2 separate regions of the Lactuca sativa genome follow, and region 2 is linked to region 1. A link is a contact called in public Hi-C data. All regions are on one chromosome and are shown on one strand. Each heading gives the region's core, a stretch centred on a gene start, on an enhancer-like site or on the middle of the called end of the contact. The rest is flanking DNA. Distances are from core to core; before and after follow the strand shown. Region 1 holds the start of LOC111908955. Region 2 holds the start of LOC111908952 (potassium transporter 10).

Region 1 (7,147 bases), core at 2,726-5,225:
CTGGTGTTACCAAACTCTTACCTGAGGATGTCAGGCGCCAGAAACAAGAAGCATCTGCTTTATACAGGATGGGGAAGAAATGGGATATCGCCATGGCTGCTCTCTATCTTGCATCCAATGCAGGTCAGTTAGCCATATGCACTCTAGGTGTTCGATGTTTTGTCAATAGTTATTTGAGAACGGGTTTGACACATAAAACAACCCTTTTACTAGAAAAACAAAATGTATAAATAGAATTTTATGATTTTTAGCATTTTGCGTGAAATTGAGAAAAAGTATGTTGATGAATGTTTGAAGGTAATTATGTAAACGGGACAACATTGGTGGTTGATGGTGGAATATGGCTGAGCAAGCCACGAGATTTGCCAAAAGAGGCTGTAAGACAACTTTCAAAGGTCGTAGAAAAGAGGTCTAGAGATGCCCCTGTTGGTGTTCCAAAGAGCAAACTTTAAGGTCAAATTCTGCAACTCCCTTTTAGTGTCACGTTCATGTAATTGATTGGGTTTTTATTATTTGTTTTACACTTTTAGTTTCGTATGTCTAGTCTGCCTTTGACTTGTTATGTTCTGCGATTTACCTTTGGGGCAAGTAGGAGTGGAACTATGAAGGTTGATTTAAATATAATATTATGATTTTGGGATCATAAATGATATGGAATTAAGTTCATAAATATGCATTTTTTTTTCTTTTTTTTTACATATACATATACATACATAAATCAAGAATTTGACATTCACAAGTTCAAACATTAAAAATACATATAAAAACAAGCTTATAGATTAATCCAACTACATTAAAAATACATAACCACAAGTTTTACATCAAATCACATACATCAAAAAGAAAAATAAAGTATAATACCGAAACAAAATATAGTTTTAGATTAATACAAAAGCATCAAAAAACTTGGTAACATTTACCATATGTTTTACTATCTAGAAAAAAATCTAAATTGATATGAAAAAGACCACCAAGTTTATTATGAAAATGTCTTTTTTCATATGTTTTTATTCAATTTAACCGGTTCAACCTGATTTTTGTAAAACTCAGCCGGTTCATTCCGATTCAAAAATAAACATAAAATCGGTTATCGTTAAACTGCTCCCTTGTCTCTAGTTCCCGGTCCGGACGGTTCAAACCGGTTTTTGTCCGGTTGGAACCAGTTTACATTGAACAAGATCAATCCAAGCGCAAAATAGATAAATAAATAAATAAATAATGAATAAATAGAAACCATAAGTACCAAACCACATAGACGGTTTTAGTATTTTACTCCAAATAATAAGAATTTTTTCCGTTTCAATGTCGTCAACACTCAACAAATTCATTAATTTCATTCCTCCCTTAGCTGAAGCAGCACCCGATTCCTTTCATCATTTTTCTGGTGTTCATTCACGTAACTAGAAAATAGTGGATGTACACATCCCGCACATGTCACATGATACATTCATACATATCAAACTTTTCTTAAAACAATTCAGAAAGTATCTTAACCACAGTAAATAAGTTAAAGCTCCATCTATTCATCTTATTACAACACTGACTGAACCAATTTAATATATGTTTAATAAAGAAAAATATATATATATATATATATATATATATATATATATATATATATATATATATATATATATATATATATATATATATATATATATGACCACACACCTATAAATTTATACAATGTAATTACGAAAGAAACATAATGACCGATAACTAATTTAAGTGCAGTTCAAATGCAAAGCAAAATTTATACATTAAATTACTAATTTAGTATTTTTGAATTCCAATTTAAAAAATATCCCAATTTTTTGAAATTTACAATCTTAATCCGAAAATACAAGATATCAAATCGGATTTTCGGATTCCCCCTTTAATCCTATTCAATAAACTAGAGGTGTACCCTGACTAGCATCTTCAAGGAATTGGCTTCTCAAATGTTGTAGAACACCTGCAGACCTGCTCATTCACTATGCTCCCACTGCCATTAAAATTATTTGTACGATTTGCATAAAAGAATGTAAAACAACCAAACCAACCCCAAAATATAATAAAAATACATAACTATCCCCAATGTCCAAAATCTTAAAAGGTTACAATAATACATAATGTGTTTTTTATAAATATATTTAATATGTCACTGGACTTTTTATAGGTTGTCATTATGCCATTAGATTGCATTTTTATCTAATAGAAGCAAATATCAGTAGGCCTAAATGAACAAATTATTTAAAATCTATCGGAAAGAAAGTTTAGTGACATATTTGATACAATTAAAAGATAAATGATCTGAAGAACAAATTGCTTGCTATTAACCCAATCTAATATGATAAAAGTAAAAGGTTTTTGAAAAAGTTGATAAAGGAGATTTTGGTAGATATAAAATAAAGTTGCAGAGATATGAGACAAAAATAAGTCATTAAATAACTCGAAAACCTTTATAAATGCTCTTTACAATTCTCACTTTCTAACCATATTCTTACATAAATAAACCTTAATACATACATACCCAAACAAACACAAGACAAATATCGCAATTAATTAAGATAACCTTAGTGGGCATTTGAGGGGTTTTATTGAGCTTTCATCAATAAGCATTTGATTATATAACAGGAATCCAACATAAAACAAGATTAATGACAAATTTAATGGCCAATCTATATCCAATGATTATTGTTTTTTTAAGATGGGTTAAAAAAAGGATTGAAATTAAAAGTCATACTGATAACAAAAGTATCCAAATTTACAAAAAAGAAAATCTCAAACCTTTTTTTCGTTGGTGATACACAACAAGTACAAACAAAGATTCAGTGTAATTACTGATACTGATTCATTATTATTCCAAATTCTCCATCTGAATGCTGCTTTTAAGAGGCACATACTCTCCAAGATATCCACCCAAATGATCATACAAAGCATTCTTATCGATCTCTTGATGATGATAGCTCTTGCACACATAGTAAAACACACTCTGAACCAGTAATCCCACCAGGTTCACAATCACAAGAACACCGACCAAGAATCCACCGACCACGATCCTTGAGAAAACCCCGTAATAATACTCCCCACCATGGACGACAATTGATCCAAATAGTCCATTAATCGCCCCACAAATGATGAAATACCCGAAAACAAGAACAGACGCCATGCGAGCCCTTCCTTTGAGGATCTCGAAGCTCTTTTTCATGGCGGCGAAGCCATAAACAGGCTCAAGTACAGAAATCACACTTGCTAAGTGCCAGAGTGCAGTGATGTAGACATGCACAACGAGGAACAACAGGAAGACGATAATCAGAGAGAAGAAGAACAAAACCAAGTTCTGTGTATCGATTGCGATGATCAACAGAACAATAAACCCGAGAAACACAATGTTGTAAGCTACCATGGTGAGACCCACCCATAGGAAGGTAATGAAGAGGCGTTTGAAGACGGAGGGGATCGCGGACATTGTGTAGGAGAAGGAGACGGGTTTGGAGGTGTACAAGGAGGCGACGGTGAAGACGACGGCGGCGGTGGAAAGGAGGGAGAAAACGAAGAGGAAGATGAGGTAACAAAATTGAAAGACGAGGAGTTTAGTCCATTGGGAGGTGTGGGAGCCATATGGATCCTGGATTTGGGTGATTAAAGGGTGAGTGAAGAGAGAATGAGCTAAAATAGCGAATGATAATGGGAAAATTAGGGTTAGGGTGATGAGGTAAAAGGTTTGAGGGGATTGTTTGGGGATGGCGATTGATTCTTTGAGAATATCGGAAGCAGAGAGGAATTGGAGCTCTTCTTGATGTAGATCCATGGCGGATTGATGTAATTTTGTTGAAATCTGTAAGATAAAAAGTGGATCTGGGGTTGGGGTTGGGGTTGAGTATGAGAGGGAAATGGAAGGTGCCTGAGATGGAGGAAGAAGGCGGTGCCTTTCCGCAAGCCTTTCTTACTTTTATTTCATCTCAAACAACGAGCGGAGAGAATCAATTTTTTGCCTTTCCTAATTTTCCAAAAACTTTTGTTTCACAGGAACAAAATTTTACAATCACTGATTCATTTTATTATTATTAGGGTAGATTTTTTAATTTAGGTTTCTTAAAAGAACCATTCAAATTTCTTTCTAAAAAAACATCATTCAATCAAAACTCGTTGAAACCAAAAATTTTATATAGATAAAAAAATTAACAATTAAAAATTTTATCATGGAAAAAAAATATAATAAATGACTATTAGATAAAACTAAAAGCTGTTTTATTAGTCTTTTAAAACATTATTGTCATAAAATTTAAATCGTATTTTAGAAATTAAGATCTAATTACTTGAAATTGAAAATTCCTTAGTTCCCATTTTTGAATAAATACTTACCATTTTCAAATATTTAAGTTAACAAAAAAAATAGATATTAAATTAAGAATTCTTTAAAAATTGACACGTATCAATTAGTCTATCTAGAAAGGGGACATGTGTCATTTAAAGGTTTTGTTTATTAAAGAAGGTAGGTGTTTTTTTATATATACTTTAAAAGAGATTAATTAATATATAAGTTTTTTTCTTTTCTTTGTTTAAAATAAAAATAAAAAATATAACTATTATTTTCTTTTATATTTTTATTTAAATTATTATCATTATATTGTTTTTTATGTTTTGTTCAAATACAATGTTTTTTAAGTTCCGTTTGAAAACAAGATTTTTTTTATGTTCCGTTGGAAGATAATATTTTTGATGTTTTTCGTTTGTAATATCTTATGTTGTAATTTAATTTGTTTTTTAACGCTTTTCTTTGATGTTAAATTACTTTTTAGGAATTTATTTATTTATCATAACATATATTGATAAAAAAATTTGTTGTTTTTTAAATTAATTATCTCTAAATTGTTAAATCTCACTCCCAAACTGTTGGAACTAAACTCTGCCTAATAAACACAACAAGTAACCCTACTCAATTATGGTCATTAACCCGACTCACAAGTCCAAATCCAACAACTACCCCCCTGAAGGGCAAACAAACCATTTCCCCTTCCATGGTCTAAAAACCTCAAATCTTTTGACGAAAAGTCAAAAGTCAACAAGTCAACCCTCTCGGTCCGTACGTGGGGGCGTACGTCTCGAATCAGTGAAGTCAAGGACGGGCTTGGCTACACGGGGCGTAGCCAGGAGTACTCCCAACGTACTCTACCTTGTCCAAGAACTCCAACTTTTAGGTCTTAATCCTTTCAGACACTTATTCCAACTTCATATCTGACCACTATAGAATGTCTTAACCCATAAGGTCACTGACTTTACACCTTTGCATGGCTAGATAAGGGTCAAAACACAAAACCTTAACTTTTACAACACTTATAGTCACTTAACTCATGCATGGGCCAAAGGAAACGATCAAGCAACCATTTTTTATGAATACCCATCTAAAGAGATCTAGAAAGAACATCAGCAAGGTATGGACTTTATACCTTCAAAAGATTCACAAGGTGAAAGAGTTTATGGATCCACAAGCTTGCATGCAAAAATCATATAACAACTTAACACATCAGATAGCATAACCAAGTTTTATATTATTTCTTGAAACGATTACATAGATATTCAAGTTCACCCTACACTAGGCCTCTTATAATAGGCTACACCACATGATACTATTTGTATGGCTACTTTATAGATCCTTACTCCTAATCCCTTACATCTTCACCTGCTTCATCAAGGATCATCTGGAATGCTCTTGCCTTTGGCTTCGGCGGTGCATTCGGCCTCGTTGCTTCATTTTTCTTCATGCAATCTTTTAACATATACCCCTTGTCTCCACATCTGTAGCATACCTTATCATTAAACGTACAATCCTTGGAATAGTGACCGATCCTCCCACACTTATAACAAGTCACTTCTCCGTAGCATCTCCCATAGTGCTTCTTTTTGTATTTCCCACACCATTTTTCTTCATTGTTATTCGCATACCTCTTGTTGTTGGGGTTATACTTCAGGAGCCTATTTTTCTTGTCGGACCTTGAAGACCCCTCAAACTTCTTCCTACCAACTTCAACCTTGTTGGTGGTTCTGCATTTGATCATTTCTTCGACAGACTTAGCAACCCAAATGACTGCCTCAAGAGTAGATGCATGACGTACTGGCACAATGTACTCCCATGGTAGTCCCTTTGTATACTTATCGATTTTTGCTAGCTTATCTGGGACGATGCACAATGCAAACTCCATCTTGTATATGAAGGCATTGGTATACTCATCAATGGACATGTTGCCCTTTTTCAATGTCAGAAACTGGTTCTCCAGCTCTAACATGTTTTGGGTTGAGCAAAACTTGCGTTTAAAGTGTACGAAGAATTCTACCCATGTCAGTTGTAGTGGCTCTGTAACAACGCAAAATTTTCAAACAAATTTTTTTTTTATTTTTTTTTTATTTTTAAAACATAGTTGTTTCCATTTAAAACAAGGCATAAATAGTTTAATTATTCTGTCAAATACAATTATTCAAAATCCCAAGATCATAAGAACAATCTTCAGTGTGTATCGATCACGCCGGCGCCTTCCCATGGTCCTCGCTAGTACCTGAAATACATGCACAACAACTGTAAGCATAAATGCTTAGTGAGTTCCCCAATATACACTTACGCACATACGCCTTTCCAGGCCCTGACCTTCCGGTCCTCAATACAACGCCTTCCGGCCCATAACATAATCGCCTTCCGGCCCATAACATATTGCCTTCCGGCCCACATATCATACATAGCACATATATCAATTAACTTACCACATATAGCATACATATCACATAACATATCCGACCTTCCGGTCACACAGTCAAACCCTTCCGGGTACAGTATAGTGAGAAAACTCACCTCGTAAAAGCTGGGCGCTAGCAAATCCCGAAATGACTCGTGCACAACCGACGAGCTACAACCTCCCTATAACATTACATAACTCATTAATACTTATATCTTCTAAGTGTGACTATCCCTAAGAAGTCAGACTTAGTTCAACTCTGGTCAACGGTCAACGGTCAGCTCAACCGGACTCGGCGAGTACCATGGCGACTCGGCGAGTCTAGACGTCCTCCAACTTTCTGAGATTCCTTATCTACTCGTCGAGTACCCTCCTCGACCCGACGAGTTACTCCTGGAAGAATCGCGGGGCCACCCCGACTCCACTCGCCGAGTCTG
Region 2 (7,147 bases), core at 2,964-5,463, 180 kb before region 1:
AATATATTCCATCTGCACTATTACAAAAAACTTCTATTACAGTTTCAGTAAAAAAAAATAAAAAAATCAGCAACCCCTGAGCTGACCCACACTGCCCAGATGTAAATCAGGTACACAGGACCCCACTATTTCGCCAGTATTCACATTGGAACTAAAACTCCCACAATGTGGGTGGCTACATGGATAATTTAAGATTATTTATAGTAGAAAATTGGAAAAAAAATATGTATAACCTGGTATAGAGCGATAAAAGGCATCGTACACATGTTCTTTGTTCTTCATAAGGTAGGCTGCTTGTCCACAATAAGCAAGAAGAAGGCAAGGAAACACAACAACTGTAAATGCCAGCTGGATTGCTGAAACTGGAAAATGAGCAAGGTCTGCAAAAAGTGCCTCCGTCCCTACAATTTTTGGTTCGTAAGATTCCATGGAATTGGTTGGAACTGGAATGGAATACGATTCCATTCCGATCCCGAGTGAATAACTGAATACCTACCTGTGATGCTGAGCATGATTCCACCGAGGGAAATCCAACCATTTTTACCACGTCTTTTAAAGTAGTGGAATATATATACGGGTGAAAAAGCACGCAAAATTCCTTTATCATATTTGCAGATGTTGAAAATTCCAATTCCTCCGATTAAGAGAAACCAAAGCAACACGATTGGAGCAAAAAGCCATCCTACTTTGTCTGGACCATAATGTTGTAGGCTAAACAAGAATAATAATATGATAACAGAAACTAGTACTACAACATCTACAACAAAGAACAAAATGAAAACATAGAGATTTTTAGAAAGAAGAAAAAAAAAAGGTAACAAAAAATTCTTTCTATAAATAGAAGCAAAATATTGACCTACCGTTACTCATCCTAGGGTGGTCTATCTTGATACCTCCAGAAGCTGATAAAACTGGTGAAAATACATATTATGGTTAAAAACATTTCACAACTAATGAAAAAATAAGATACATAAGATCAAGAACTCCTATATCTACAGATCATCATTAAAAACAAATCAGAATTAAGAAAATTAAACCAGAAATAAAGATTCTTTTTAACCTACGCAAATATTTTATCTAGAAAAAAGGTGATATCATATATATGGAATAAAAAAACTAGATGGAAAATATTTGTGGAAAATTAATGCATATTTTAAGGATAAACCTATTAAATTCATAATAATAGTCTTCGTTTTTCATCTTCCAGATGACTCAATTCTCTTAAAGCAATTAAAATTGCAATTATTTTGTCAACTTTCAGCCAAAAATGAAAGCGTACCCTACAAAAATAATGTTGCATTAACTCTAATTAAGGTCAACTGCATCAAAAAGAAGCCGGATTTTAAAAGGTGATACAAACATTACGTATTAATAAATAGAAGTACTAGAAGAGAAGCAAAAATGTTTTACATGAAGATAAAAGTAAAAGCAAAATACTTTCCTTTTTGAAAATAATTAGTATGATGATAATGTTACCTGAAATAGCAGGAGTAAGAATTCCATCTCCAATAACCATACAAGTGCCAACAAGGACAAGTAAAAGAAGGGCATTCTTTCTAAATGTATGTGCTTCCAACCATCTTTTTGTTTTTGCAGCAAACGATTGCTTATGAATTGTGTTTCGACTATAAGTTGTCAACTCTTCATCAGTTCGATGTTGATTAGGAATTGTATTAACTTTTGCATGTCGACATAATAATGAGTAAAGAGCAAAAGTCCCCCCTACAAAATAATTAACAAATTCAGTGGTTGACTTGTCAAGACAACATGATCATAAAGGATAGTGTTTGTATTTCTTTAATCCATTTTGACTTTTTCCTTTTGTAACCCATACAGATCAGGACCCACATGTCTATTTTTCAGTATACAAAGCTGAAAAGTCAACTATGAAGGAAAACAAGTAGAATCCAACATGGAGATAAGGAGTGATGTTGAACTCTTCAACTTTGAAGACTTTATGATTATAAAATCAATGTAGTTGAAAGGGATGATTAAGATTTAGGAGGTGAGATACAGAATTACAGATACCTCTAGGAAGGAAGCATTATGACACCAAATCATTATAGTAAACAACTAGGTTATTTTCACAGCTCAAATCTAGCCTGCAAAAAGCATCACAGAAAGAGCCAATGAGGATAGATGTTGGAATGGAATTGAAAGAAATCACGGGATTAGACAAAGACAAAGACAAAGAAGGAATCTGTTAAGTGTTAAGTAAAGAACGGATAGAAATAGATTTCAGACTCATGAAATGAAAGAAATCACTTGGATTAGACAAAGACAACGAAGGAATCTGTTAGTGAATACCATTGATCCATCAAGATCAATGCAGATTGAAGATTTGAAGTCCAGAAAGTGGAAAGAAGCAGATTCAGTGAGAAATACACATACTTTCACACCCTCTTTTATGCAACAAATGAAAATATGATAAGGTATTTGTGGTTTTTGAGTCATAAAAACATCTCTACAAAACTGCTAAAAGGAAGATTGTGTGTAGGGTTACCCCCCTTTTACCACTAGGGCAAGCATGTGGGGACCACAACAAGGCCTTTTAACCAACAATATGATGTGGAACAATGTTATATGTCAATGTTCATTGTTACTATGCCTCATGAAAGTATACATAGCATGTCATAATGGTGCAATTCAAAGTTAAACAAACAATAGTGTTCAAATTTAAATTATTACATAAACCCAAAAATAATAAAAGATACATAAATAAGTAATAATAAAAAGTAGAGAAATAGGTACCTTGACCATTGTCATTTGCACGACAGACGATGAAAACATATTTAATGAGTGGCACAAGAGTAAGAGAATATATGATCAAGGAAAGTGCCCCAATAACATCCTCTGTATCATCAATTCCTTTAGGAAATGTATTGTAGAATACGTATAGAGGAGAAGTTCCCAAATCTCCATACACAACTCCAAGACTTTGAAATGCAAGTCGAAGAAGTAATATAACTGAGAATTTCTGCATTTGACACAATAGTTTATCATCAAAAACTACAACAAGAAACACAATCAAAGTCAAAAGTATGTGACCAGTTTTTTTAAAATAGTAGGGTATTTAACATATATGACCAATAGTGTAAACTACAATAATCATAGTGTTTCCCTTCAATGACTTTCTCAAGCTTAATAAAGAAAACCCATTTGATAATCAATTAATCTCAACGCCAATGAGTTTAAAGTTTAAGCTTCAAACCTCTGCCACGTGAATTTAAGGGGCATTATGATTAGGGAATCTAGCTTTTCTTTCATACAACACAAGCAGAAAAGAAAAGTTGAGTTGAATCCCTAATCAACCTGCTGACTACAAGAACAAGGAATGACGAAAACAGAAACAAGATTGACCCATATGGAAAAGAAAATTAAAAGAATCTACGAAAGCTGTATTCATGAGAGAGAGATTAACCCCCAAAAAGCAAAAGCATTGAGAAAAAGAAAGTGGCATAAAGTTACCTTTTCTCTGTACATATTCTTGAGCCTACCAGCCTCTTCGTCCATTGGCTGATCGATCTTCTGCTCCAAAGCCCATATGCCACCTTCGTTTTCGATCTCTTCAGTCAGATCCATTTCAATTCTCTGACCCAAGATTGAAGCAACACCAACAAAGAAATCGATGGACTTGAACACACTTCACCTAAATGGCTAAAATTGAGTTCAATTAAAACCACAAAATGAAATTCAGTCTTATCGCGTACTCTGTCTGTATATATACGTACTGAAGCAACTAAAAGGAGAAATACGAACTGAGAAATCGTTGGTTTAAATTGAAACCCAATTCAACTGAACTTTAATTCTCAATCTCTCAAATTAAACTAACCCTCAAAGTGACCCGCAATTTTATTGCCCACTTTCTCTCTAGCGAGTAACCTGAGCAGAAACATGGGTTCAGATTAACTTGATTATCAATGGATCAGACTCGAATTGAACAACCGACATGGCAAAACTCAAGTTTATCACTTCCTCTCAAGTGGGGTAAGCAGCTCTGACAAGAATATTGAATTATATCTCTTCGAGAAAACTAACCAAAAGAACTTGATTCAAATTTAGCGTCGATTTTCTTCTAGTCTTTTTTAGGTTCCGGGTTGGGCGTCCAGCATGGAATATGGACGACGAAAATGGAATAGAAAAAAAGGAAACCGCCTATGGCTATGCGGCAAAGGGAAAATAGTATCCGAAAACGAAGGTTGTGTGGTCATCCTAGATCACTGAATATCTTTTATTTGTTTATATAATAAACAAAAACTACACATAAATAGTATAAAATCTTTGCGATTTCTTAAGATTTGCATGTTTTGTATCTAATTTTTTCATTATACACATTATATATATTAAATACCAAAATGGATTTGTGAAGGAGATTTACCATTCATTGCAAATGTTATTTCCAGAACAAATTTTTTAAGTTCAAACTAAATTACAACTTTGACATCAAAAAATACCAGCTTTATATTTACTCTTTATTTGGAAATAGAAATTTTGTTTCTCACAATAACATATTTTCATATTTACTTTCTTTCCCCTCAATTAATTTTCATCAAACAGTTTTTAACCTTCATAATTTTTTGACAAAACTTCAAAAATGGTCCCTGTGGTTTTCGAAAATATCAAGTTTAGTCTCTAAGTTCAAAAAACCTCACAGATGGTCCCTGTGGTTTCAAAAATTTTAACATTTAGTCCTTCCGGCTAACTCCGTTACCATTTAGCCGTTAAGTCAGGGGCATTTTTGGCATTTCACTACACAATGACCATTTATGAGGTTTTCAATTACTTGTTTTTAAATAAATAAATAAATAAAATTTAATATGCAAGGGTCCCACCTCTCTCTCTCTATGTGTGTGTGTAAATACTCGCAAGAAAACACAGAGTAGCGACAGCCATGGCAGCCAACAAATTTGCAACCATGGTGCACATGAATACAAACAACATCACACTCATTCTCATTTATGTTGTTCTTGAATGGACGCTCATACTTCTCCTCCTCCTCAACTCTCTCTTATGTTTTTTCATCATCAAAATTTCCCAATTCTTTGCCCTAAAGCCACCTTGTTTGTGGTGTTCTACCCTCCATCGTTTCTTAGAACCCAAAAACAGCAATTCCCACCGCGATCTTCTCTACGAACTACATTCCAAAGAGGTTTCCATCTTGGGCTTCTGCCCAAATCACAAAAAATTGGCAGAAATCAAAGAATTATGTGAAGATTGTTTTTCATCTCATCTGGATTTCTAATGCCATGTGAAACAGAGTAACGGGGAAGATGAAAATGAACAGAACTTTAAGTGTTCTTGTTGTGGTTTGAAGTTTCATAAGAAAAGTTTTGATAGTTTTGTAGTGACTCGGAATTCTTATGATGTTTTGGAGCATACTAAGAGCGAAGGTTTGATTAAAAGTTCCAATGATAAATTTGGATCAGATTCGATGGAAGAAAAGCTTAAAATTTAGAGCAGAAAAGAGACTCAGATGAATTATGACGGGAAAGATATGTGGGATTCAAATACTTTTGAAATTGAAACAGAATTGAATCAACTTGAAAAGAAGGAAGATTCAACTTCTAATTTTCTCCCACAAGATCTCGAATTCTTCTTTGATCATAGTGGTAATCAGTTAGTACCTATTGAATTAGTTGATTCAACAACGGAGGAAAGTCAAAACGTTTCTGAAGCTGATGAAGACCACGCGTCTAGAGATTACAAAAAAGCTCTAGTAATCCAAAACCACCAGATGACAAGGCTTGAATCCACGGAGTTGAAAGAAACTGATAATTCTCTTGTTTTACATGCAAGAAACAGTGAAGTCATTTATGAAAAATCCGATATGTATTTGAGAAACCCCAAGTTTTTGCAGTCGAGATCCAGAAATGATAGGCTACAGATCAGAGACGGTAACTTGTGTAAGCATATCGAATTTTGAGGAAGAAGATAGAGAATATAGGTTGCTGGGTTTTTTTATGAGAGAGAGAGAGAGATAGAGAGATAGATGGGGTGGGACCCCTTGCATATTAAATATTATATATTTATTTATTTAAAAAAAAGTAATTAAAAACCTCATAAATGGTCCCTGTAGTGGAAAGTCAAAAATACCCCTGACTTAACGGCTAAATGGTAACGGAGTTAGCCGGAAGGACCAAATGTTAAAAATTTTGAAACCATAGGGACCATCTGTGAGGTTTTTTGAACTTAGGGACTAAACTTGTATTATATAATTTATTATTTAAGTCTCTTACTATATTTTAATAATACGTTTTTAGTCCCTTACATAACTTTTCTTTTATATCAGACTTATTTTTTTTTCTACTTCTTCCATACATAATTGTTTCAATCGAAACTTTACTTTTATATATCGTCGTGATCTTTAGTTACCTAGAAACAAATCAAATTAGAACTTTAGTGGCATATAATATAATATGTATAGTAAGAGGTTTTCTTTAAATAAATATTTGGAATCTGATCATAATACATTCTTATATTTATAATTTTTTACCTTTAATTTTTTTTATCTAACAAATTTCATCACACATAATTTTAAATTTAATTATTAGTATTTTATAATTTATGATTTTGGTACTATGTTATATTTTTTGTTCTTTACATAATTTCTTTTTATAGTTTTGTTTTTTAGTATTATTACCTTTTATTAAAACGTTATAAGTTTTTACCGTATTTATTGTGATATTAACCCACAAAATTTATAGGTTTTAACCATCATGTAGCACTTGGTTACTGTTACGTATTCATTGTAATTAATATTCTTTAAATAATGCATTTTTGCCTTGGACTCGGCGAGTTGAAGGACGAACTCGCCGAGTAGAAGCGGGATAAGACGCGGGTCTAAGCTTTGGACTCGGCGAGTCGGTTCCCGGACTCGGCAAGTAGACCCTATCTGGGCAAAAACTCTAACCCGGGTGTTTGCACCCTATTTAAACACTCTAACTCGGCCTCCCTTGCCCCTAACACTTCCAGAGAAGCTGAAGAACGAACCCTAGCCCCCCTTATTGTTCTTGTGAGTGATTTTGGCCTTGTGGAGGTAGTTTGAAGCTTAAGAGAAGAAGAATAAGGTGGAAGAGTGCAAGGAAAGGAAGTAGATCCGACATCTACCCTGCAAGAGGCTTCCATTTAGGTAGAAAAGTTCCTACCT

Evidence for each region. Hi-C and Micro-C count contacts between places; a contact is called where the count stands out from the background.
Region 2: a Hi-C map of leaf shows a contact between it and region 1, with 8 times the contacts expected there. The contact joins the promoter of LOC111908952 here to the promoter of LOC111908955 in region 1. A contact is called at or near these places in 3 of 4 Hi-C or Micro-C datasets (leaf and seed).

What each region holds. Positions count from the first base shown.
Region 1 is chr3:232,396,768-232,403,914 of Lsat_Salinas_v11, reverse strand. It overlaps LOC111908955, which reads right to left and starts at 3,975. Exons shown (of 2, transcript XM_023904753.3): 1 at 2,770-3,975; 2 at 1,730-1,984. The coding sequence starts at 3,793. The coding sequence ends at 2,840. LOC111908954 (peroxisomal 2,4-dienoyl-CoA reductase [(3E)-enoyl-CoA-producing]) reads left to right here. Exons shown (of 5, transcript XM_023904752.3): 4 at 1-123; 5 at 298-647. The coding sequence ends at 452.
Region 2 is chr3:232,581,467-232,588,613 of Lsat_Salinas_v11, reverse strand. It overlaps LOC111908952 (potassium transporter 10), which reads right to left and starts at 4,213. Exons shown (of 9, transcript XM_023904741.3): 1 at 3,833-4,213; 2 at 3,469-3,657; 3 at 2,752-2,977; 4 at 1,477-1,722; 5 at 861-911; 6 at 497-757; 7 at 234-401; 8 at 1-12. The coding sequence starts at 3,582.